Regions from separate parts of the Mus musculus genome. Here regions 1, 2, 3, 4, 6 and 7 are each linked to region 5. Evidence: chromatin contacts called from public Hi-C, Micro-C, capture Hi-C and promoter capture Hi-C data. All regions are on one chromosome and are shown on one strand. The core of a region is the stretch at or near the end of the contact, and the rest is flanking DNA. Distances in the headings are between cores, read along the strand shown.

Region 1 (3,428 bases), core at 225-2,724, 500 kb after region 5:
GTTGGGCTATGGCCTCTGGGCTCTGTACAGATACTTCTGACTGGATGTCAGGATCAGCGATGTTCACCTTGCCTGACATCTGAGGCTGTGACTCCTCTGCACTCAGGTCAAGCCCACAAGCACCCGGAACCTCTAGAAGATCTGAAACTCTGTTGTGACACCTCTCTAACCAACCAGGGTCTAGGGAAGTCAACCTCCGGCTGAGGGATGATCGGAGCTGCTGGAGCTGGCCCAGCCTCGGCCGGGGCTCAGGAACCCGAGGAAGTGCATCGTCAGCTTCGTCTGGACAGGGGGATTCAGTCTTTGAGCCTGGTGGCCTTGGGGCAGGAACTGTGGACAAGGATCTCTTCTGAAGCTGGAGTTTTCTGCTCTGGGTTGGTCCAGTCTAGAAAGACAGAACAGCAAATCGGAATTCAGGACCTGGGTTACTGCAGAAGTTTGGGACAGACAATAAGAGTGGAGATGCCTGAGCACCGTTAGGAACCTAGTCCCAGTTATTACAGGAGCGTACGTGCGTGCTATAAGGAAGGGTGGACATAGAAGGACCCTGGCAAACCACCCAAGGGCCAAAGGCAGTTCTGGGTTCACCTCCACGTCTTACCTGTGTTGTGTTTTTCAGATTGGCTTTGAGCCTCTTCCCATAGTCTTGTACAGAACTCAGTAGGCTCTGTTTTGGCATAGACTGCGTATTCTGCGTTGCAGCTCGACTCAGGTGGGGACCCCAGCAGCTTGGCTCCTGTGCCTGCAGTAGATAGTAGCAACCTAGACCAGTTTAAAAGATGGCATGGGCACAGAAGTGCCTCTAAAGCTTCCCCTAACCCCCATGGGAGGACCTGGCCACCCAACTTCTGTGCTCCATGGAGGCACGGCTGCAAAATGCTCTCGGTTCCTGCCATTTGGACCACAGACCGCTGAGAGTGGGATTCACTGATACCTCCTCAGCTGCCTCGGCAAGTGATTGCTCTAGGACACGATGTCTGTCGTCAGCCTGACGCACCGCCTGCTTTAGGTTACGGTACTCACGGTAGAGCGCTGGGAAGGCAGAAGTCGGCGGTCAGGGGCATACCCACTAACATTCGCCCTGTCCCTGGTCCACCAGCCCAGTGCTCACCGCGGGTCTCTTCAGGTGCCGCCTCCACATCCCCCTAGGAGAGAAGCTTGTCAGCAACAGGCTGCGCCAGGATCCCCCACTTGCCGCCCCTGTCCGGACCCTAACTCCACCTCACCTTCGCTGGCCGTCGCCCGTGCAGCCGTGCAAAAGCGCGTTCCCACTCCTGTAGCCGCGCGCGAACGGTCGCGAGCCGCTCCATGGCAGCCCGAACGTGAGTTTAGGGGAAATCTCCCGCCGCCACCGTAAAGTCCTGTCCTTAGCCAATGAGAGCGGCCGCCGGGCGGTGCTGCAGATGCTCTGAGCCCCCCGGGGAGGGGGCGGGCCTATGAGTTGTTGCGTCATCACAGCGCGCCCCGGCGCTGCGCGGAGCTGGGCGAGGCTTGCTGGGCGAGGAAGGGTTGCAGGCCTTGGTAGTCGGGGAGGCGGATGAGCGGGGGCCGCGGGGCTGGGATTCGAGTCGAGCTGAGAGTCAAGCAGCCGTTAGTGGTCAGGGCACTTGGACGGCAGGTTCGACGGGGACTGGCGCTTGAAGACCACGGCTGAGGCGGATTCTCGGGAGGTGCCGCCGGCGCGCGGGGATGGGCCGCAAGCGAAGGGAGACCTAGGGGCGGGCGAGGCCGGTCTCGGCCTGTGGCTCCAGGCTCGCCCGGGTCAGTTGATGTTCCGGGCTTTTTGTTTTCTCCAAGGATCCGAGCGTGCGCGTCTGTATGCCGCAGAGACCGCTGTGTCCTGTGTGCAGTAGCATCACCCAGAAGCAATCCTTGCTTGGAGGCCAGGCGGGCTGCCACCGGTTCCTCTTATGACAGGTGTTTGGTTGGCTTGTCCTGTCAGTTAGGCAGTCCTATTATCTTAAGCTAGAGCCAGATCAAGGACAGTCACGCGGGGTTCCCCAGGGACGCGTGCCTTAAGGACTCGTAGGAGATGTTAGAAGCAAGCAAACCCTGGGCTTCATCAGTCTTTCTGGTCCCCAGTCTTGTCCCTTGCTGCGGCTTTGCGTAAGGCCTAGGCCCTGGTTTTCCATTCTGTTGTGGGCTGAGGACTGTAGCATAGTTCTGAGGGTAAGGTGTTTTGCCCACAGGAAGTCTACTGACCCAGGATAGCAAGAATCATTCAGGCTCAGGATCTTTTGTATGTGGCTTCTCAGCTGGAACGCTTTAGCAGTTTTGGCTTGGATCGTTATGAATCTCGTGAATTTAAGACATGGTTTCTCAGTGAAGAGGAGGTACCCGAATAGGAGACAAGGACCACAGAGGGTGAGAGTTGCTCTTCCTCAGGGATTTCTCTGCCTAGTTATACCCTAGAAATCCGCTATCTCTGGAGTTCAAACTCAGGGCCTTGGTCTCAGATGCTGCACACCATCTGTTCACAGGATCCTTTAAAAAACAAAAACAAAAAAAAAACCCCAGAGCCTGGCACTCACTAAGCTGTGTTAGACTTCTTTAACTCCAAAGGCACATCTACGTGGAGGGTCAGGATGTTAGGCTACTGGCTCTGGAGGAATCCTCTGTTGTCAGTCTGGTGGGAAGAGAGGTCTGGGATTTACTTCACTTTAGAAAATATTTACTTTCCCTAGTCGTAGGAAAATACACCATGTGCATGTGAAAGCTTCAGGTCAAAAGGGGGCACCTGCATCAGTTCCATGTGGCTGTGACATACCATGTTGGTTCTGGAAACCAGGCTGGGGTCTTTTGCAAGATCGGTAAATGCTCATAACTGCTGAACCATTTCTCCACCCCACCCTCCCACCCCCATTTTACAAGCAAACATGCAAATCTACTAGAACTCAATAGTGGGCTAGCCAGCCAGTAAGGTTCAGGGAGTCTTCTGTTGACTCCAGTGCTGGCTACAGAGCTGTGTCACCTGTATCCTGCTTTTACATAGGTTCTGTGGTCTGAAATCAGGTCCTCATGTTCAGTAAGAGCTATACAGAAAGGCGTCTCCCAGCCCCTTTTCTTCTTCTCTTTTCTTTCCTTCCTTTTTTTTTTTTTTTTTTTTTTTTTTGGCTAGGATGTCACTGTAAGGATAAACAGACTATAAATAGACTAGGTGCGCTTCGGACTCATAGATCTACCTCCCTCTTGCCTTCCTCTGTGCTGGAATTGAAGGTGTACAACTCCATGCCTAGCCCTTACTAGACTTCTGAGGAAGGATTTCTGAGTCATTGTCATTTGGGAGACCTAAAGTATCAGTGTTGGGCCCTGCAGAGCATGAGCTATTTCTTTTAACAGACAGGTCATTGACACAGCTGCACTATGTATGTTCTGCTCAACACTTTGTTTCCCCCATGTCTCCTGTCCACTCTGCACAGTGCTAAGTG
Region 2 (3,417 bases), core at 713-3,212, 460 kb before region 5:
TGCTTTAAAAAGGAGGAGGAGGAGTAAAAACAGAGCAAGTAAACGGAGGCAGAAAGAAAGACGACAGAGGAGCGCGGGGCCGGCGGAGGCTACCGGGAGCTGGTGGCGGCGCGGCCCCGCTGCGGCTGGGCGGAGGTTGGGACGCAGAACTGCGCTCCACGTCTGTACAAGTGGACGCTGCCGAGGAAGTCAGACCTGGCTCGGACTTCCCTAAGCAATCACCGTTCCCGGGGCGCCGAGGGACCCCGGCAAAGTCTAGCCGGCGACCCCGAAGACGCTCGGACCGGGGCCCGGCGGGAGAGGCGCACCGCGGTAGGTACCTGGAGCTGGGGCTTGGCGGCGGGGTGCGCAGGGCGGACAGGAGGACCCCGGCAGCTGCGGCTGCACCGCCGGAGCGCGCGTCCCGGGCCTCAGAGTCTGAACCGAGACCGGGGCGGCCTGCGCAAACTTGTCCCCGGCCGTGGCGAGGCCCAGGGTCCGGCACTCACAGAAAGAAGTCGGGTGCGCCTTTGGCCGCCCCGGGGCCAGCCTGCGCTGGCGAGGGCTCCCGAGGGAAGCCGGCCCCGCCCGCGCCCCCGGGGCCGCCCCGGCCCGCCAACTTCTCGTATTTCTCCTTGTACAGGTCCCGCTCCTTGGCCAGACGCCCCACCTCCAGCTTCAGCTGCTCCACCTGGCTCTGGAGCTGGCACTTCTCGCTCTCCAGAATGTGCCGCTGCTGCACCCGCTTGAAGCGGCACGACTGCGCGTAGCCGCGGTTCTTGAGCGTGCGCCGCTTCTGTTTCAGTCGGATGACCTCCTCCTTGCTGAAGCCGCGGAGCTGCCGGTTCAGCTCCCGCACGGACATGGATACCAGCTGGTCGTCGGAGAAGCGCTCCTCCAAGCGCACGTGGTGGCCTGCGCCGCCTCCGCCGTGACCCGCGCCTCCGCCGTGGTGGCCAGAGCCTCCGTGGTGGTGATGGTGGTGATGGTGATGGTGGGCAGAGTGATGATGGTGGGCAGTGTGGTGTGCGCCGTGGTGGTGGCCGGCACCCATGTCGTCCGCGCCGCCGCCGCCCGCGAAGCTCTGACCCCGGAAGGCCTCATAGGCCGCAGCAGCCGCCGGGTGATGCGCGCCGTGGTGCGCGCCGTGGTGGCCGCTGCCGATGAGCGCCTCCACCGCGTCCTCCGGCGTCAGGTTGAGCGCCTCGGGGTTCAGGTGGTGCTGGTACCCGCTCATCCAGTACAGATCCTCCAGCACCGCTTTTCCTGAGGCGCCCCCGACAGTGCCGGGGCCTCCACTCGGCGGCCCCGGGGCGCCCCCGGCCTGAGCCGCGCTGCCCCCGCCGCCCGCGCCGCCGCCTGTGCCCGGGCTGGGTGCGCAGAAGCTGGGCGAAGAGGGCACCGAGGAGCAGGGCGTGCTGAGGGGCGTCGAGGACAGCGAGCCGGGCGGCAGGCGGTGGCAGAAGCGCTCGGCCTCGGGCGGCTCCTTCTTCACCTCGAACTTCATCAGGTCGAAGTCGTTGACGTACTCGATGGCCAGTGGGCTGCTGGGCAGCTCTGCGCCCATCGCCAGCTCCGCGGCCATCGCCCGGGGCCCCAGCCCCGCCGCCGCGCCCGGCCGCGCCCCGACGGGCGGCGGGGGAGCGTGGGGGGAGCCGCGGGCCTCTCTCCCCCTAGCTCCCCCCCGGGCCGCGGTGGGCTCAGGCTCTGGTCGCGCCGCCGAAGGGCGCAGCAGCAAAAGTTTCCTGCTGTCAACTCTGGGCTGTGCTCAGGGGACGCCGCCGGCCAGGCCTCTCGGGTGGCCCCCCGGCCCGCTACGAGCGGGCGCAGGGCCCCCAATCCTGCCCTCCTCCTCCTTCTGTTCCTCCGCGGTCCTGGCCTGGAGGGTGCAGAGGCCGCGCCCCGGGCTCAGCCGCGCTCCGGGCTCTCCCGCCCGGCCCCGCCCCGCGCCCCACCCGCGCTGCCGGCCGGCCCCGCCTCCCTCGGCCCGGCGCAGAGCCGCACAAGCCTTTATAGAGACGCGCTTCTGGGCCCGCCTCCCCAGGTGGGGGCCGACGCCCCCGGGCCAATCGGAGCCCCAGACCTGCCGCCCTCATTTGCCTATCCCCATGGCAACCCGGAGCCCAGCTGTCAATCTCCTGCGGGAAACAGCTGTGGGAAGGGGTGGGGAAGGGCCGTCGGCAAGAGGAGTGGGCAGGGCCCCCTGGTGGCCGCCGCATGGGACTGCACAGCAGAGGGCGCGAGACCAAGTGGCAGATTCTGAGGTTCCAGGATCGTAAAGCCAGAGAGTGCAGGGAAGCTGAGGAGGCCCTCGTCCAGGGTACTCCTTCGGTGTCTCAGATCCATTAGGTGGTCTAGCTGGCTGTGTCCCGCACCAGGCCCAAGTGGCCTGGAGTCTCCAGAATGGGGACCTCTAACTATCCTGACACCGGTGACTCCCGAGCTGCCCGGGAGCGCCAGCTATTTTTATCCTGTGGTTGGGATGGGTTCAGGAATTCAGTCAACAAAGTTGCTGGCACCTCGGGCGGCGGGATGCACGGTGGAACCGCAGGCCTCTGAGCGTTGTGGTAGGTGGAGTGGGACAGACGCCTGTGGCCACCACGGGGCTAGAGGAGCAGGTCTCGGGTACTCCCTGCGTAGAGAACCCATTTCTCTGAATTGAATTCATGGGGCTGATGGGTCTGGACGCCTGCAGAAATGCCCACAAGGAATCTCAGACCCAGCTGCCCACCAGGGCGGTTTGGAGGAGCCTTGCTGGGTGGGGGCAAGTTGGAGTGACAAGTGGCAAGCAGATTGCCACCGTCACACTTGCTGAATGTCTCTACACACCTAGTAGGAGGCCGCTTCCGAGCAAAAGAAAGCCACAAGGACAACAGGGAGGGTGGGTGACAAGATGTGAGTTCTGTGACACCCTCCCCTCCCCTCCCTCCTCCAGAATTCCAGATCCCAACCGAAGATAGAAAGGGCGTGCATTCACGAACAACAGCTGGATGTGACCCAGAGTGCGGTTTTCTCCTCTCTGTTATCTATAATCTTATATGCCGTTGACTATTAAAAATAATAGACGGGCAATGGTGGTGCAGGCCTTTAGCCCCAGCTCTCCCAAGACAGGAAGATTTCTGGGAGTTCAAGGCCAGCCTGGTCTACAGAGCAAGTCCCAGGACAGCCAAGTCTGCACAGAGAAATCTTGCCTCGAAAAACTAAAAATCAATCAATCAGTCAATCAATCAATCAATCAATCAATCGATTCTTAAATATAAACCATTTGTGCACAAGGTGGAAAAAGTTTGAAAGGGTATTCACAGGATACCTATCCAGGATGTCATGGTGCCAAGGGCTTTGCCTACTCCCTCTACAGGTGCCTGCTATTTCACAGGGGATGCCTGGCAGCTAGGAGCAAATAGCTCCCAGCTCCTTCCCTCAGTGTCCAGACACTCC
Region 3 (3,441 bases), core at 335-2,834, 400 kb after region 5:
TAAGACCAAATCCAGACCTGTTGCCCAGAACAGTGACAGATTCTTGGCATTACCTTGAGCTCCTTTCAAACTCCACCTCTATCAATCCTGAACTGTCATAGCTGCACTGGTCCAGGCCACCATCTTGCCTAATGGCTACAGCCACTTCTTGACCATCTTTCTTGGACCTCTCTCCAACATAAGTTGGGTAAGATTATTTCATTGCCAAAACTTCCTGCTTGGAGAGTGTGTTGTGGAGGCCCTGCCCTGTTACTTCTTACCCGTTCTTTCCCTTCCTTCCTCCTTCCCTTAGCCTCTACCACAAAAACTTAACTTTCCTTGAAACCCCTTTGCCTAACTCCCACATACTTCCCCCACACTTCCTTGTCTATTTAAAACACATCTTCTATGAAGGTGAGATTTCCCTGTCCAGTTCTGCCACCCCAGTAAACTGCATGTTGGCAGTAATGCACAGCCATCAAAAGCACTTGTTGCTCTTACAGAGGACCCACTTGATGGCACAACTATCCATAATGCTGACCTCCATGGACACCAAGAATGCATATGGTGTACATACATATATACAAGCAAACACAAATGAATATGAATAAGTCTAATTTTTTAAAAAAAGCATCTGCCTTCTTGGCTTTTTTGCTTTGTTTTTAGACAAGAGGTTCACTATGTAGCCCTAGATGGCTTGGAAATAGTTTAAACTGGAACACCCAGAAATCTGTCTGCTTCCACCTGGGATTAATGGATCGAACTGGGATTAAAGAGCCACGGAAATTGCCTTTTTTTTGGGGGGAGGGGGGGAGGGCTTCCTGAACCGCTTGCTGTCTCTCTAGCAACCAAAACACCCCCGTTATCAATGTACTGATGAATTCATTCCACATTACTACATCTACTGACAATAGTCTGTCCCCGAGAAACATCCAGCCTTGCTCCTTTAGGAAGAAACGTTCTTCCACAACAAATCTGCTCAATCTCAGAAAGAGCTCTGGTTGTTTTGTACAGAAACACCCAGTCTCCTTCATTGGGTCTTACTCCTAGAGAGACACTGTGGCCGTCTGTGTGTGGCAGTATTGACTTCCTAAAGAATCATCGCCCTCAAGGGTTCACTGGCTTGTCTTTGCTGCTAAGCTCGTGGAAGGTGTGCAACAATCTCCTGAAAATCGATCTCCAAAGAACAAGCAGTAGACCGCGGGCAGAGGTGTCCGGGCAGGGTAGGATGAGGCCAAACAACGAGGCAGCGATGAACTGGCTCTGGGGCCCAAAGACCCTTGGCAAACCTCAGCTCCTGCACTGGGGAACCTGCCGAATGACTGCGGCACTGCCTCGACACGGCCTACCTCGGCGTCGCGGTTCAGGCGGTACACATAGAGCTGCGAGGTGCCGGCCACCACGAGGTTGCGCTCACTGTTGTTGAAGAAGTTGCAGTACATGGTAAACTCCAGCCCGGTGGGCGGGTGCGCCTGCTTGTACACCGCGTACATGTCGCCGCCACTGTCACGCCGGAGCCGCCGACTCGGGGGACAGGGACGGCAGCGGACTCGGTCCGGCCGCGCGCGCCAACCCAGCCACCGGGTTCCGAAGTACTGCGCCTGCGCTTCCTGCCCGGACCGCCTTCTAAGAGGACCAGGTGGTTGAGAAGCAGGGTTCCGGGCCGCTTCGCATCTGCGCCTGCGCGCCGTGGCTGCGAGCGAAGAGCGGCCCCTAGTGGCCTAGCTTGATAAGAACTGACGAGCAAGCGTGGTGGCACATGCCTTTTATCCCAGCACTTGAGAGAGGCAGGCATATTTCTGAGTTCAAGGCCAGCCTGGTCTACAGAGTGAGTTCCAGGACAGCCAGGGCTACACAGAGAAACCCCGTCTCGAAAAAAAAAAACAAGAAAGAAAGAAAGAAAAAAAAAAAGGACTGATGAGCCTCGTCACAGAGCTGGAGGGTGCTGGACCTCTGCTTCCTTCTGTTCTGTACCCTTCAAGACTTGCCTCATTAGCTAAATCCCAGAAAATAAAACAAGGGTATATAGGCTTGGAAAAGGATACAGAAACATGCAATATCGCCACCCCACTCTGTAGATGAGGTGATGTGGTAGATCACCCCTGTATCACACTAAAGATCTCTTTTTAATTGACTCTAGCTGCATATGTATCAAAAGGTGGCCTAGTTGGCCATCACTGCAAAGAGAGGCCCATTGGACTTGCAAACTTTATATGCCCCAGTACAGGGGAACCCCAGGGCCAAAACGGGAGAGTGGGTGGGTAGTGGATTGGGGGGGTGGGTATGGCGGACTTTTGGGATAGCATTGAAAATGTAAACGAGGAAAATACCTAATAAAAATAAAATAAAATTTAAAAAAAAAGATCTCTTTTAAAAAGTATTTTGTTGGCTGGGCAGTGGTGGTGTAAGCCTTTAATCCCAACACTTGGGAGGCAGAGGCAGAGGCAGGCAGATTTCTGAGTTTGAGGCCAGCCTGGTCTACAAAGTGAGTTCCAGGACAGCCATGGTTATACAGAGAAAACTTTTCTTAAAAAAAAACAAAAACAAAAACAAAAAACAAAAACAAGCAAGCAAAAGAAATTATTTTTTTTTCTTTTTCTTGATTTTTGAGATGAGGTCTCAACTACATAGCCCTGGCTGTCCTGAAACTCTGTAGACCCAACTAGCCTCGAATTCAGAGTCTACCTCCCAAGCCCTGGGACGAAAGCTGCCCAGACATGCTGGCACATATATACATAATTTTTTAAATATTTATTTTATGTATATGATACACTATAGCTGTACAGATAGTTGTGAACCATCATGTGGTTGCTGGGAATTGAACCCAGAACCTCTGCTTACTCCAGCCCCAGAGATTTACTTATTATTATATGTAAGTACTCTGTAGCTGTCTTCAGACGCACCAGAAGATGGAGTCAGACCTCATTACGGATGGTTGTGAGCCACCACCTGGTCGCTGGGATTTGAATGCACGATCTTCAGAAGAGCAGCCAGTGCTCTTAACTGCTGAGTAATGTCTCACCAGTCCTACATAATTTTTAAAATAAAAATCTTTCTGGGCTACACAGAGAAATCCTGTCTCAAAAAAAAAAATCTTGAAAAACAATACTCTTAAAATCTGTGACATCGGGCTGGTGAGATGGCTCAGTGGGTAAGAGCATCTGACTGCTCTTCCAAAGGTCCGGAGTTCAAATCCCAGCAACCACATGGTAGCTCACAACCATCCACAACCATCTGTAACGAGATCTGACTCCCTCTTCTGGAGTGTCTGAAGACAGCTACAGTGTACTTACATATAATAAATAAATAAATAAATCTTAAAAAAAAAAAATCTGTGACATCAAACAAACAAAAAAGCCGGGCATGGTGGTGCATGCCTTTGATCCCAGCACTTGGGAGGCAGAGGCAGGCAGATTTCTGAGTTCAAGGCCAGCCTGGTCTACAAAGTGAGTTCCAGGACAG
Region 4 (3,259 bases), core at 728-3,227, 450 kb after region 5:
CTGCCTGCCCAGCGACAGAGCACCCTTCAGGGCCCAGGTGATCACCAGCCACTGCCAGCACCATGCCTCCTCCCAGAAGCAGGTTGGCAGAAGAGCGGTCCCCATTCACCCAGTGAAAATCGAAGGCCAGAAGAGGCAGACCGATGACTGTGGCAACCCAAGCTCCAGCGAGACAGTCTTCATGTGTGCTCGGCCCTGGGGCCAACATAATGATGGCAGCAAAGGTCTGGAGCAGGAAGCCGGCAGCTGCTCCTCGACTGGACTGTTGACACCGGGAAAGAGAGACACGTTAAGGGAAAAGAAGCCATTTAAAAGCAGCCACTTTTAAGTAGGAAAGAGTTTGGGACTGTTAAGGAGTCCCAGCCTCCCATGGGAGGAGCATCATCCTCTTTCTAGTGGAGGGATCTACATAGTTTGTGAAAGTAAGAATATTCACCTGTAGCCGGGCATGGTGGCACACACCTTTGATCCCAGCACTCAGGGGGCAGAGGCAGGCGGATTTCTGAGTTCGAGGCCACCCTGGTCTACAAAGTGAGTTCCAGGACAGCCAGGGCTATACAGAGAAACCCTGTCTCGAAAAACCAAAAAAAAAAAAAAAAAAAAAAGAATATTCACCTGTACAGAGCTCACCGCTGCATGCAGGGACACCCCTGCCAATACCAGGTGGGACAGGACAGTGCTCCATTCAGTCCTGGGTTTGGAAACCATGACACGTTGAATAGTAGTGAGTTTGAGGAGATAGGAAATGAATCTTCAAATTAGGAGAGAAGTACACACAGAGGCTGGCGATCTGGAGTCCTTAGTGGAGCTCTTCAGGAACCTCGAGTTCCAGAGACCTTTGAGTAGACATTAGAAGAGATTCAGTTCCAAACTTTTTGGAGCCCTGAGGTCACTGGACTCACCTGCAAGGAAGAAGGACTAATTTCCTGGGGAAGGGGAATGGGATTGGAATCTTGGCGCCCAAGCGTGGTATCAGCCCAGGGACTCAAAACGGCAAGAGGAGCTGTCTCTTGCTGTGGTCTGGGCACGGTCCTAGTTATGGCCTTCCATGCCTGAGAATGATAGAAGGGAAGAAGCAGCAGCGGAGCACAGGCAGCGCACAACACCTGGAGACGCGGAGCTGAAGGCCCGAACCCGCCCACAACAGTCTGCCCCGCCTCCTAGCCCGCCCTCCCGAGGCGCGGATTGGAGCAGCCGGCTTACATCCACTAACGAGAGGAGCTCCGGCTAGAGCGGCGGGGCGGGGCCTGTGGAGGGCTGCGGAGGCTCTAGAGGGGTGGGGCTGGGAGCGCGGAGGTGGCGACCAGAGGTTCAGTACTAGTTTGTGGTTTAGATAGTCTCTTTACATTACCCTGGCTGTCCTGGAACTTCCTGTATAGACCAGGCTGGCCTCAGACTCACTGAGATTTGCCTGTCTCTGCCTTCTGAGCGTTGGGATTAAAGGCATGCGTCACAGCCCATGATCTTCGGCACGGGTTTGCTGGAGCACTGGCATTGCGAAGCGCCCCGGGTCTGAGCCGGGAGATGTAGGTGGGGCTTCGGGGCAGCAGGCGTGGACTGAGAAAAGAGGCGGCACTTCGAGGGGTCTAGGCGGAGCTGTGAGAAGGGCCGGGGTGGGGCTTCCAAGGGTTATTGCTTAGCTGTGGGAGGGGCGAGGTTATGACCGAAGGGGAGGTCTGGGCCGGGCTGGGTCCGGCTCCCGGGGAGGGGTGGAGTCTGGGCGGGGCTATCGAGGGAGAAGAGGTTGTACACCTGAGAGCTGAAGGCTCGGTTCCCTTGCGCGTTTCTTGGTGGGGGTCTTGATGCGGGATTCCCAAAAGAGACTAGACAGCGGCTAGAGGTCTTTGCGAAAGAGGGACTAAAAACCGCTTGATAGGGCCTTAAGTACAAGTTTTGCAGCTCTTCGCAGTCGCCCCTCAGTGAGGGCCCTCCGCCCGTGGAAGATCGTCCGTGGGGGCGACCGCCGCGAGCATGCGCATGGGCACTGCGGCGGGCGGGTGCAGAGACCTGGTGCGGGGACGCGGGGCGGCGCGAAGAGGTGCTCTCTGCCGCCCCGCGCCCCCATGTACGCCTTTTACTCTCTGCTCATCTACATCTTCTACAGTCTTTTCCGCAGGGATGGCGGGGCTGCGGCGGTCTCGGACCCCGGGGATCCCACCCAGGTGAGCGGAGTGGGCCTGCATCACGGTTGGTTACCACCATCATTCTGAGATTTGGTCGTGGCTGACCTGTGCAGCTTAAATCCTTAGGTACCTGCTCTGGGAAATAGGGCTGTTCAGAGACCAGTATGGTCTCTGTTGTGGGGTCAAAGATCTCAGCCCCAACCCCTTGGCCCATTTCAGAAGCGAAAGGGTCGCACATACTGCCAGTACCCTCACTTGCACCTCATGCTCTCTTCCCAGAAAAGCGGCGGCCAACCTAGGGGTCGTCGCCGTCCGGATCAATTCACATCAGAACTGTGGTCCGAGCTGAACAGCCTGGCCGGTAGGTGCATACTAGGAGCTGCTGGGGAAGGAAAGGTCCGGGGGATACCTGCAGTTGGTGTACTGTAACCTCACCGGGAGGGAGAAAGGCCTCTCCTCCATCTAGTAATGCAGAATGCTTTTTCCTTTCTCACTTGGCCTCCTCAAAGGCTGCTCAGAATCTGAGGATGGCCAGAAAGGAGCGGAGGGTGGAGCAGCTGAGGTGTCCCTGGAAGAGGCACTCATGCGTCTTGCTGAGTTCCTCTCCGTCCAGTTGGGGGCAGAAGAGAGCTGCGGGACGACTCCTGACCTGGGCAAGGTGAGCGATACCGTCGCCAGCAATTATTCCTTTCCCTAGCCTCTGTGGTCCTCTCACTCCCAACACCTCTGCTTTGGTTCTTACTTCCTTCACAGCCTGGTGAAGTCCCCCCACTGTTGACAGTAACAAGTCAGCTCTTGGCCCTACTGGCATGGACACGGAGCCCCCGGGGGAGGCAGGCCCTGCTCCAGGGGACTCAGCCAACCTGCCCCGTGCAGCCCTCCACTCTAGATGGTCTGTAAAGAGTATCACCATTAGTGGAAGGAGCAGGATCTATCAGAACTAGCTCTGCTCACTATGCCAGACATCTCCTCACTTGTAACTGGCCTCATCCCTCTCCAGGGTCTCTTTCACAAGAAGAAAGCTCCTCTCAGCCCACTCCCATCCTGGATGAGGTACCAAGGGATGAGACCCAGGAACATCAGCCTCTCCAATTGGAGGAGGAACAGAGAGTTTGGCAGCGGTTGGAACAGCTCAT
Region 5 (3,351 bases), core at 167-2,666:
GGCCAATGGGTTGTTGTCCCATCCTCTAAGACCTGGTTCCCAGCTGGGGGGAACCAGACCCTCACCCAGACCATGGGCTGGGTCAGCATCCCAATGCCCTGACCTCTGCCCTCCTAGGCAGTGCTCCTGAGCTGTGCCCTTCTTCCCATCTCATCTAGAGCCGCTCCACCTCCAGATCATGGCCAACTCCCAGCAGGCCAAGCACCCAGTCATGGGGGCCCTCAGTACTGCTCATGTAATACAGAATCTTAGCCACTTGGCCATAGGGGAAGACAGACTCAAGCCTCAGTGGACAAGCGGTTTGCCTGAGTCAGTCTCATGCCAGCAGATCTTCTCTACACGCCCACTTCTGAAAAGAGGGGCCCCTAAAGGGTGGGGGAAGGAGGTGGGGGCAAGGGCAAGGACAGTGCCTGAGAGGGGTACAAACACGACTATGCCAACAGCTGGTCCTGCCAGTCTTGGGGCGTTCAGGCCCCGCCCTCACCAGGATTTACCCAGAGGAGCACAAGCCACGTGGGTCCACTGGCTAGAACACCCATCACCCTCCAGCAGAAAGGGCGCCACCTGCTGATATGAACAGAACCATACACACAATGTACTGCCCCCCAGAGCCCACCAGACCTAAGTCCCAACACCAAAAACACCTACAGTCACTTCCCATCCCTCACGGCCTGGAGCCAAAATTCAGCTGACCTGTGGCTGGGGCAGGCTCCGGACCTGGTCTGGCCAGGGTCCCCACGGTGGTGGCAGACACCACAGGGGTTTCAGGTGCCCCCTCCTCACGCTCCTTCCTGCGATAGACCTGCCGCTCCTCACGGGCAGGGTCCTCAGCTGGCAGAGGCCCCCTCTTTGGTGGGCAGCCTAGGGGACCTTGCATGGTCTGCACATGGGGGGAGCGACGACGTGCAGGTATCACCATGGCGACAGGGCGGCGCACACGCTGCAGAGAGGCAGGTACAATCTCCGGTGGCAGGTGTAAGTACTGGCGTAGGTGGTCAATGCCCTCGTTGGTCAGGTACCAGTAGAAGTGGCACCAGGCAAAGGTCTCCCGCACCAGGCCCCGAGCTTTCAGTGAAGCCATGGCACGCATGACCTGTAGATTGGTGACGCCGGGCACATGGGGATGCAGGCTGCGGGGTCGCCGGTCCTTCTTGGCAACCATCACCCCCTCACGGAAGAGCACCTCATAGATGGCCCGTAGCCGGTCCAGCGGCATGAGCATGCCAGCCACCATGGCTGCTGGAAGCCTGCCGGTCAGCACAGGGTGAGGACAGCAGGTGGGGCACAGCCAGGAGGCTGATGAAGCTCCTTTGGCACAAGATGCAGCAGGGGCCACTGGCAAACAGGCAGGCAGGCTCCGGTTCTAAGCACAAGGGCGCAGGCTCAGGGGCAGTGCGGCTCCAGAGCCTTGCTCTGTGAATTCCTGCGCCGGCAAGGCTGCCTGTCTGAGCCTCCCGCCTGCCCGCCCTCCAGGACGCCTGGGCCGGCCCCCTCTGACTCAGCAGCAGGGCCGGTCCCTCCCACCCACTACTGGCGGGGGCCCCTTGAAGAGTGGGGGGCACCAATAAACTGCCCCTCCCCACCCGGGCCACATAGCTCCAATGTCAGAAATTACATGTGTTTCTAAAACACTTGTTCAAGGTTCTCAAGACTGTGTGAAGGCAGGACGGAGTGTAATATGGATCAAGAATCAACCCCGCCCCCCTCAGAAGAGAACAGATGGGCAGAAAACAGGGAGCAGAGAGAGCAGGAGGGTCCTCATAAGGACAGCACCCCCTCACTGTGATCTCAGGGTGAGGTGAGGTATCATCTGTCCATAGCTATCTAAAGGAGGGGTTGCGCAAAGTAGAAAACTAAAAGAATCCAAGGGAGGAAGATTAGGGTATGGAGAAGAATCTGGGGTGTGGTGGTGGCCAGAGACCTGAAGGAGAAGAGTGGGAGGAGCTGCCAGGACGCACAGACAGTTGGCGGCAGGCACCACTGCCGCTGTCCATCAGAAAAGGAAAGGGACAGTACTGTGCCCCTCTCACCAGATGACCATGGAACGTAACACTTCCACGACAGGCTAGATTAGGGTGGGTCCAGAAACAAAGCCACTTTCCAGTCCAAGACCTCTGAAGAGAGCTCTGGGTGAGGCCTCTTTCCTCCCACACCTTCAGTGCAGCTGTTGGACGCCAGGGACTCCCAGCTGCCATAGGGAATCAAAGTCACCAAGTCCCTAACACCCCAGGCTTGGTGGCCCTGACATCCAAAAATTCCCTACCCCCAGGCAGCCTGAGTGTCCACTTGTGGCCGGAGGGGCAGGTGCTGTGGAGAGGACACGAGGACACCAGCAGGAACTGAAGTGAAAGGAAGAGGACTGAGCTCATGCCCTAAGGGCTGCCTAGCACAGCTGTCACCTCTGCTGGGCCCTCACAACCGAGGGTCCCACACGCATGTAGCCTGTGCTGGGTGCCACCACCCAATACTCCAACTCTCCCTGTGGTGCCGCACCAAACCCCCCATGCCATTAAGGCTCTCCCTGAATGGACACACCCATTCCCACCAAGCACTGCAACCCCAGGAACTGATTATAAATAGGGCGGAGGCGGGGGATCCTGCGGTGGGAGGCGCTGGCCAGAGGCAGGCGGGCAGCCAACAAAGCAGTGCGTGGGGCGGGTTTATGGGCTGTCGCCATGGTGCCCCAGCAGACTCCAAACATACAGACACAGACCGGTGGCGGGTGGAAACTCTGAAGGCTCAGCCAACAGTCCCCAAAGCCTTCCCTGAGGCCAGCTCAGCCAGCTCACTGCGGCAGGGCTCTCCCTGTACCACGCCCCTAGCCAGACTTAGGCAGGAAGGGGGGCAGGCCCTCGGAGCCCAACCCTGGAAGTGCAGAGCAGCACTAAATTGGGTCTGTAGGGCCGAGAGTGTACAGCCACCACACCCCCTTCCCTGTGGTACCTAAGGCACCAGTGCTTTAGTTACAGGACCAGTACCAACCCAGTTCTAAGAGCAAACAAATTCCGACTTGCTTGGCCTGTCCCTCAGACACTTCTCCACAGTAACCTGTACTCACCCCACCCCCACCCAGAGTTCCTATCTTCCTGACATGATTTCCTAACCTAATCCCATCAAATCTCTAATCCCCCACCCACGAAGCCAATACATAACTCACCACCATCCCCTAATGATCTCCAGCCACATCCAAAGTCCCCTGAGCCCTTGGACCTGAAGTCTCTTCTGCCCAGTCCCACGAGGGTGCCCTTACAGTAACTAAGTTGACCAAGTCATAGTCCCTATCCCACCTTTAGGCAGGAGAGGGCAGTAGCTCCCAGCACCAGAAGCAACGGGTAGGAATCTCTCCTCCCT
Region 6 (3,176 bases), core at 596-3,095, 420 kb after region 5:
CTATGGCAGAGTTCAGCCCACCTCCCACTCCATCCCTGGTACATATTCCTCAGGGACCATCTTCCTAGCGCGACGCCATGTTCTCCCCAACCATTGGTGTGGTGGTGGGTTTGGTAGACTGCTGGGCCAGCCATGGAGGCTGGATGGGTGCAAGTGTGCATGTGTGCGTATGTGTGCATGTGCATGTGTGCGTGGCAGCTTAGACTTACTTCTCCCGCTCCCGAGCATTCTTGTAGAGCTTTACTTCCTGTTGGAAAAGCAGGCAAGAGTCAGTCAGCATCTCCAGGCGTGGTTATAGAACCAGTGACAGCCACATGGTGTTTGCAGTGGCCAGGTGAGGATCTGCTACCTACCTCATACAGCTCCGGCTTGTTCCCAGGGGCTGCAACAGAGCAAGGAGGAGCTGACAAGGGTGACCCCAGGACAGGCCCACTTCAGTTACGTCCCAAGAAGGTGTCTCCCATGCCATGTATCACAGAGCTCAAAGGGAAGCACAGAATAGGGGCTCCAGCCTCACCTCCTACCAATATGGCCTCTAAGAGGCTACATACAGATTGCTAGGTTTAGCTCTCTTCCCCCGCCAACATGACTGTAGTTTGTACACAGAACCACAACTTGGTACAAATAAAAGCCTGTCAGATGCTTCACACATGCAGTTGGAGACCCAGAGTTGCTCAGGATGCCAGAGGTTCTGACCACATTGGAGTATATTCTCGCTCCCCAGCAGGGTATTGCAGGGGCCCTCAGATTCCCACCAGAAATAATTCTGGCCCTAGTCATTACCCAGGGCCTAATGACTACGGGATGGACGTAGCAGTGTGGTCCTTTCCCAACAGCCCCTGCAACAGGGAAAGCCTTGGCTCCTCCCCTTCCTCCCAGTTTAGCCTACACTCACCTCCAACACCAGGAGTAGCTGGGATCCCGTGGAACATCCTGCAGGCCCAGGCAGCTATACAGCACAAGAGACCTGGAAAGCAGAGCCAACACTAACTCAAGGGTCCCCTTACACCTTAAGAACTGGGCTCTGGAGATCAGAGCGTTGTGAACAGCTTTCCTGCTCTCTACAGGAACGGCACAGGATGCTAAAGGACTGTCATGGGGGAATGTCATGTCAGGCTTTGAGGATGAACATCGAGTGCCATGGGAGTCCTGCCTGTTAGCTGGGTTAGGGTAGGGAAGAGTAGCTGTTAGAACTGGGGCAGCATCTTGGGCACAGGGGAAGGGCATTGTTGCAACATCTTTCAGTGGAAATGAACTGAGACTAGGTGTCCGGGGCTTTCTGTGTGTGAGGGAAAGTGTGGAGGTAGGTTTTACCCTAATCTGTGGGAGATACTGGAGAAATGAATAAGGGCAAGCTTATTGGTTGATGCGGCAAAGTGGCGGAGGCAAGGCCCAGGATAGGTCCTGTCTAATAAGGAAGCCAGCCCAGACACGCCTCAGGATTTGAAATGGGGTGAAAACAAATGTTCAAGGAAGATGGTCAAACTGAGATGGAGTGGCTTGAGGAGCAGCGAGAGCTACCGAGGTCGCAGGAGCTAGGAATAGCCGGCGGAGTCGCAGAAGAAAGGTGGGTACCCTCACAGACAGGGGAACCTGAACTGTGGACCAGCAATGCCACTTGACAGCGCCCATCACCTACTGAGACACTGGCCGCGCGGCAAGGGCCGCTGAGCCCCAGAGGAGACGGGACCGGGACACCTAGACCAAAGGGTTCCTATGAAGAGGGGACCCGGCCACCGCCGCTGTGTACCTGGGGCGTTTGGAGTCCCGGAGATGGCGACAGAAGCTCGGTGCTCGCTTTTTCCGCCTGCGCCTGCCGGGAAACCCGATCGGCAGCTCGGCACTCATCCTCTAACCTTGAGCCTACGCACATAGCAAGCCAAATCCATTGATCGGCACTCGGCTTTTTTTGCCTGAGCTTGCGCTCTGGAGTAGCTCCGCCTGTCAAGGCTTTTACAGCTCACATCGCCCACCCTTTTCGCAGAGAGCTGACACAAATGAGATAGCAGCATAGTTTATTAAGGTTTTTCTTTTTCTTCTGGAGGAAACGGCAGGACTAGGATCAGAGGCATTTAAAGAAGAGCTTGGAACTTTGGTCCATTGTGCACGCACCCTCTGGCAGTCTCTGACACACCGAGTCTCGGTCTTTGGTGCTCAGGTCTTTGGTGCACAGTTGCAACTCCTGCAACTGCACGAAGATCTTGTCCCAGAGGTCAGAGTTCAGCGGCCCTTGAATAGAGCAGCCTGTGGGGGTGAGGAGGAGGTAGGTTTAACTTACACACCCACAGGAGGCATAGTGCTTATGTTGTACCTCGGAGCCTACATTTTGGCTTGTCCCATCATAAAAAGGACTCAATATATCTGTATACTGTGGGCCCTCGGATCTCTGGAGGCTAGTGAATGCCAGGCCTTGATCAAGTCAGAGATCCCAGTAGGCTCAAGGTTGTCAGGGAACTGGATGAAGCGCACAGCTGCCAGAAATACCATTGTGTTGGGAAGAGGGGGTGAGATACAGGAAAAACCCAGGGACTCCCCTGTGCTCAGTTTTTATCCTCCAGGGGGAAAGGCTGCCACCCTCAAATCTCAGCTGGGCAAGGCAGTGGCAGGCCAGGCCATCAGGCACACTTATAAGGTGGAGAGTGCGTTGGTGTAACGGGACAAGCTAGCTTATTAGTAGATAAGGCAAGGAAGGAGGGAGGGGGGCAGGTTGAGAGAGCAAGCACCCCTTAAGCGGAACTTGGATCACTGACTGGTGGACAGGAATGAGGAAATAAGGTTTTCTGCAAGTAACAATGATTTGCTACCCTCCTGACCCAGAAAACCCCGCAAAAACAAAAGGTCCAAATCATGCCTGCCCTGGTGGCATCCGCCTTTAATCTCAGTCCTCTCCAGGTAGAGAGGAAACTTTACAGAGCTCCAGAACAGCCAGGACTACACAGAGACACCCTGTCTCAAAAAACAACAAACAATTTGCCACTCCAAAAGGAGGTTCAAATCTTCATGATCATTTTAAGAATACCCGAGGAGCTGCCTAGGCTGTGAGGGGGTGTGCATGTGTATCTGAAAAATGTCACTTTAAAGAAGCAATGTGCATTGTTTCAGAGGTCTGTCTATAAAGGTGGAGTTGGAAAATGTTTGCCAGGCCAGTCAGTCAGTGGCCCCCAAAGAAGTTTTGA
Region 7 (3,175 bases), core at 604-3,103, 320 kb after region 5:
AGTCAGCATCTCTGGCCATCACCTGGACTCCATCTTCCATCTCTCTAACCACTCACTGGACTTGCGGCTCGAACTCACATACCTCTCTACCCACTACTTTCCATTATCCTGGGTCCTACTTTGTTCCACGTTCTTGTTTTCTCCCCATGTCCCAACCCTACTGGGGGCCTTCTCAAGTCACCAACAGGGGACTAGGAAGACTGCCAGGGCACCCACTAGGGGACACCTTAACAGAAACAAGCTGCAGGTGGACATCGTTCATGCCAGTAGCTGCAGTTGTTCCCAAGGTACAAAATGGATCTCATAATCTCAGTCATGAATGCATACCCTTCAGGAGGCAGACTCTGCCTCGTTCAGGGTTACACTTGGGCTCTCAGCAACCATTGGGCCTGGTGGCATCTCGCAGGGTATGCTGTACCCTGACCCTAGTACTGAAACCCAACTCCTACACTGGCAGGGTCACATATGCAATCATCCAGACACACGCTCAGTCACATGGTGCACAGCGGCCTCAGAGTCACGTGGTCTCATGTAGTGGCACACAGACAGGCACACACACAGGGTCACACACAAGCGCACAAAGTCACATGGCCACACGCAGTCACATGGGCCCACACAGGCTTATGCTCTTGCAGGTCATACTTGCTCTGCCACCCCACACTGCTGGCACTCCTGTCCCCCTTGCCTGCATGCTAACAGTTGTCCTTGAACTTGGGCATCCTTACACAAAGAGCCTCCCCTCACTCCAGTGCCTTGGCTTCCCTTGCTCACCTCTTCCTCCCTAATCCTGAGTCCAGGGAAGATACTGCTGTTGCATCTTCTGGTACCTAGGCCCTGACAGGTGGGTGGCCCTGACAGACCCCAAGCCTATTCCCTAGAGTTCCCAGCATTCCCTAGCTGGCCCTAGCAAGGGGCTTTGAAGGTGCAGCCAAAAAAAGTGAAACAGATCCAGATTCCGGGGTATGGGTTTGCATGTGCCCATTTAACTGGGTCCTGTTGTGTCAGCAGGTGTCTGTGCAGCTGTGTATGTCTCAACAGAAGTCTGTGTGTGGGTCAGTGTGTGCCTTTAGTGTTTCCTGTTCCTGAGCCCTCTTTCCTACCTCTCCTCTACCCATACTCTGTCCTACCTATCTTGGAAGCTGTCTGGCCTTACTCTCTGCTCCCCTTTCCTCAGCCTTCCTTCTCTGTTCCAGCCTCAGGCTGTTTCCGTTGGATCTACATCCCCTCCTACCTTGCCACTCCACCCCCACACTTTGGCCACCCACCCCTTCCTGCAAAGCCCTGGGCCCTGCCCCAGCTGCAGTCCAGAGCGCACCTTTATCTTGCAGTCGCACTCCGAGATCGCTGCGGGCGCGCCCGTAGGAGCTGTCGAGGTCTGCCGAAGAGAATGTGTCAAGTTTGACCTTCTTAACCAGGAAGGACCTGGGCATGATTCCTGCAGGGCTCCGGCAGTGAGGGCCTGCAGAGCCGGGGCTCAGGGGGACTGCGTCCGCGGCGAGGCCCCGTCACCATCCGAGGAGCGGTGGAAGCAGCACTGTCCCCTGTCTGGCCTGTGGATGCTGCTGGGCGAGTGTGGTCCTCTCTCTTCTTTCTGCCCTGCGTCTTTTCTTCTTCCTCTCCGGATCCCTCCTCTCTTTCTCTCTCCTTCCTTCCTTCCTTCTTTCCTTCCTTCCTCCTCTTCTCTTCTTTTCTCTTCTTTCCTTCCTTCCTTCCTTCCCTCCTCTGGTCCCGGCTTCCCAGCCCGCAGTGCCGCCCCTGGACAGGCGGGGGAGGAGGCTGGGGGGGCGGAGAGGGGGGGAGCGGCTCCGTCCCGGGCCCGGAGGCTGCGAATGGGTGCAGGGCTGGCCCGGCCCCACGGCCCCCTTCCCCTCCCCCCCCCGCCGCGGCGGCGGAGCCTCAGTCAGCGGCGCCCCATGCCCCCGGGGGCGGCAGCGCCGGGCCAAGAGAACACGACAGTAGCAGCGGCAGGAGCACCAGCAGCTTCAGCACCGCGGCCAGCGCTGGCTAGGGCAGCACCGCGGCCAGCGCCCGGGCGCGCTCAGCTGGCGTTGCCGGAGAGGGGCGGGCCACCTGGGCCTGGTCGCGGGGCGGGGGTCCTCGGCGGGGGTCTCTAGGAGGCTGGCTTTATTGTTCTGCAGTCAGAGCGGGCGGCGGCGGCAGCGGCGGGCGGGGGTCCTCAGGGGGAGGGGTGCTCAGGGAGGGCGGGCCGAGAGAGGGAAGGAGAGAGGGAGGGACGGGGGTCCGGGGGCGGGGCTCCGCTCTCGGACAGCTCTGGGGCAGGCCTTCTGAGCCCGCAAGCCTCTTCTGCCTACCGCCGAGCGCAGCCTCTGGCTTTTAAAGCCAAGCGCTGGGGGAGGGGGTGGGCGGGGAGGGGAAAAGGCCGGCGGAAATGGCTGCGCCGGGCTGGGTCGGGCCAGGGTCTCCTGGGAGGGGTCCTGGGGATGCCTCGCCTGGACTTGTGTGGAGTTCCCCCGTGCGGCTCGGGGAATGGTGACCTGATACTTGGTGGCATAATCGGGCGTGTGGAGAGAGATGGGAATGGGCCTGGCACTCTCCCACCCCAGGCTCTCGTTCTTTTGGGGAGAACGCAAGCGGACCTCAGTCGAGTCCACGCTGCCTCCTTTAAGGTCTGGAGGCTAGGTGCGGGATGTACGGAGGCGGGGAGAGGCGGGAGACCAAAGGAGTGAATGCTGAGGCAGCGAAAACGCAGTGTGGAAGCCTGTGTGTGCCCTGTGCCGCAGTGCCTCTTGCCACTCTGTCACCTCGGCTGACCCTGTGCCCGCTGGAGGGACCTTTCTGTCCCTGCCACTCCCGCGGGACGGATGTCCAGCACAGTGGCGTCGGTGCAAGATGAGTGTGCATGGCAAGAGGGGCTGCCATGCCCCTGTTCCAGAAATTCCGCTTCACTGGTGGTTTCCGCCCTTCCGCGCGTCTGCAGCTTCTTCAGGAAGCCCGCAACCAGGCGGATAACCCTTCCCGTGGCCGCCCGCCCGGAGTTTGCAGCCCCCATGACGTCAGGCCCAACGGCCAATGGCGGGGCACTGGGGGTTGGGGGCCTCACAATGGCAGCGCGCGGGTGCATATGTCCCCAATTAGGGCTGGGCGCCGCCATTGTCCCTTCTTCGCCCCCTCCTCGCGTTGGGGTCTCTGAGCTGAGCTTTCCCCACGCAGCCTG

The links. Hi-C and Micro-C count contacts between places; a contact is called where the count stands out from the background. Capture Hi-C pulls out chosen DNA fragments and counts their contacts.
Region 1: a Hi-C map of pro-B cells shows a contact between it and region 5, with 3 times the contacts expected there. The contact joins the promoter of Lrrc14 here to the promoter of Plec in region 5. A contact is called at or near these places in 3 of 39 promoter capture datasets (the HPC-7 cell line, liver and pre-B cells), 7 of 484 Hi-C or Micro-C datasets (CD8 T cells, Th1 cells, nephron progenitors and 4 more), 3 of 115 datasets of contacts at active chromatin or transcription factors (double positive thymocytes, memory CD8 T cells and trophoblast stem cells) and 2 of 9 other capture datasets (liver and macrophages).
Region 2: a contact with region 5 is called in a Micro-C map of embryonic stem cells, with 1.9 times the contacts expected there. The contact joins the promoter of Mafa here to the promoter of Plec in region 5. A contact is called at or near these places in 2 of 484 Hi-C or Micro-C datasets (both in embryonic stem cells) and 1 of 115 datasets of contacts at active chromatin or transcription factors (memory CD8 T cells).
Region 3: a contact with region 5 is called in a capture Hi-C map of macrophages, with 4 times the contacts expected there. The contact joins the promoter of Cpsf1 here to the promoter of Plec in region 5. A contact is called at or near these places in 2 of 484 Hi-C or Micro-C datasets (B cells and Th1 cells) and 4 of 9 other capture datasets (adipose tissue, liver, macrophages and 1 more).
Region 4: a Hi-C map of double positive thymocytes shows a contact between it and region 5, with 3 times the contacts expected there. The contact joins the promoter of Kifc2 here to the promoter of Plec in region 5. A contact is called at or near these places in 1 of 39 promoter capture datasets (pre-B cells), 5 of 484 Hi-C or Micro-C datasets (CD4 T cells, LSK cells, double positive thymocytes and 1 more), 1 of 115 datasets of contacts at active chromatin or transcription factors (thymic regulatory T cells) and 1 of 9 other capture datasets (adipose tissue).
Region 6: a contact with region 5 is called in a Hi-C map of uterus, with 5 times the contacts expected there. The contact joins the promoter of Vps28 here to the promoter of Plec in region 5. A contact is called at or near these places in 2 of 39 promoter capture datasets (the C10 cell line and pre-B cells), 3 of 484 Hi-C or Micro-C datasets (B cells, embryonic stem cells and uterus), 2 of 115 datasets of contacts at active chromatin or transcription factors (bone marrow-derived dendritic cells and regulatory T cell precursor) and 4 of 9 other capture datasets (adipose tissue, embryonic stem cells, liver and 1 more).
Region 7: a promoter capture Hi-C map of pancreatic islet shows a contact between it and region 5. The contact joins the promoter of Scrt1 here to the promoter of Plec in region 5. A contact is called at or near these places in 14 of 39 promoter capture datasets (3T3-L1-derived adipocytes, the HPC-7 cell line, cranial neural crest and 9 more), 1 of 15 datasets of contacts at CTCF or cohesin (embryonic stem cells), 8 of 484 Hi-C or Micro-C datasets (CD4 T cells, the G1E-ER4 cell line, Th1 cells and 3 more), 8 of 115 datasets of contacts at active chromatin or transcription factors (the SCID.adh cell line, bone marrow-derived macrophages, embryonic stem cells and 4 more) and 3 of 9 other capture datasets (adipose tissue, liver and pancreatic islet).

What each region holds. Positions count from the first base shown.
Region 1 is chr15:76,709,167-76,712,594 of GRCm38.p6, forward strand. It overlaps Lrrc14 (leucine rich repeat containing 14), which reads left to right and starts at 1,475. Exons shown (of 4, transcript NM_001358891.1): 1 at 1,475-1,761. Recql4 (RecQ protein-like 4) reads right to left here and starts at 1,393. Exons shown (of 22, transcript NM_058214.3): 1 at 1,227-1,393; 2 at 1,112-1,145; 3 at 935-1,032; 4 at 602-742; 5 at 1-385. The coding sequence starts at 1,310.
Region 2 is chr15:75,746,359-75,749,775 of GRCm38.p6, forward strand. It overlaps Mafa (v-maf musculoaponeurotic fibrosarcoma oncogene family, protein A (avian)), which reads right to left and starts at 1,963. Exons shown (of 1, transcript NM_194350.2): 1 at 1-1,963. The coding sequence starts at 1,564. The coding sequence ends at 485.
Region 3 is chr15:76,606,007-76,609,447 of GRCm38.p6, forward strand. It overlaps Cpsf1 (cleavage and polyadenylation specific factor 1), which reads right to left and starts at 1,585. Exons shown (of 37, transcript NM_053193.2): 1 at 1,329-1,585. The coding sequence starts at 1,472.
Region 4 is chr15:76,658,604-76,661,862 of GRCm38.p6, forward strand. It overlaps Kifc2 (kinesin family member C2), which reads left to right and starts at 1,978. Exons shown (of 18, transcript NM_010630.3): 1 at 1,978-2,162; 2 at 2,403-2,484; 3 at 2,633-2,781; 4 at 2,877-3,015; 5 at 3,124-3,259. The coding sequence starts at 2,064. It also overlaps a transcript of Cyhr1 not described here.
Region 5 is chr15:76,204,905-76,208,255 of GRCm38.p6, forward strand. It overlaps Plec (plectin), which reads right to left and starts at 1,417. Exons shown (of 33, transcript NM_001163540.1): 1 at 694-1,417. The coding sequence starts at 1,234.
Region 6 is chr15:76,624,239-76,627,414 of GRCm38.p6, forward strand. Vps28 (vacuolar protein sorting 28) reads right to left here and starts at 1,846. Exons shown (of 10, transcript NM_025842.4): 1 at 1,751-1,846; 2 at 896-967; 3 at 354-382; 4 at 210-247. The coding sequence starts at 932. It overlaps Tonsl (tonsoku-like, DNA repair protein), which reads right to left. Exons shown (of 26, transcript NM_183091.3): 26 at 1,999-2,244. The coding sequence ends at 2,063.
Region 7 is chr15:76,520,276-76,523,450 of GRCm38.p6, forward strand. It overlaps Scrt1 (scratch family zinc finger 1), which reads right to left and starts at 1,854. Exons shown (of 2, transcript NM_130893.3): 1 at 1,316-1,854. The coding sequence starts at 1,430.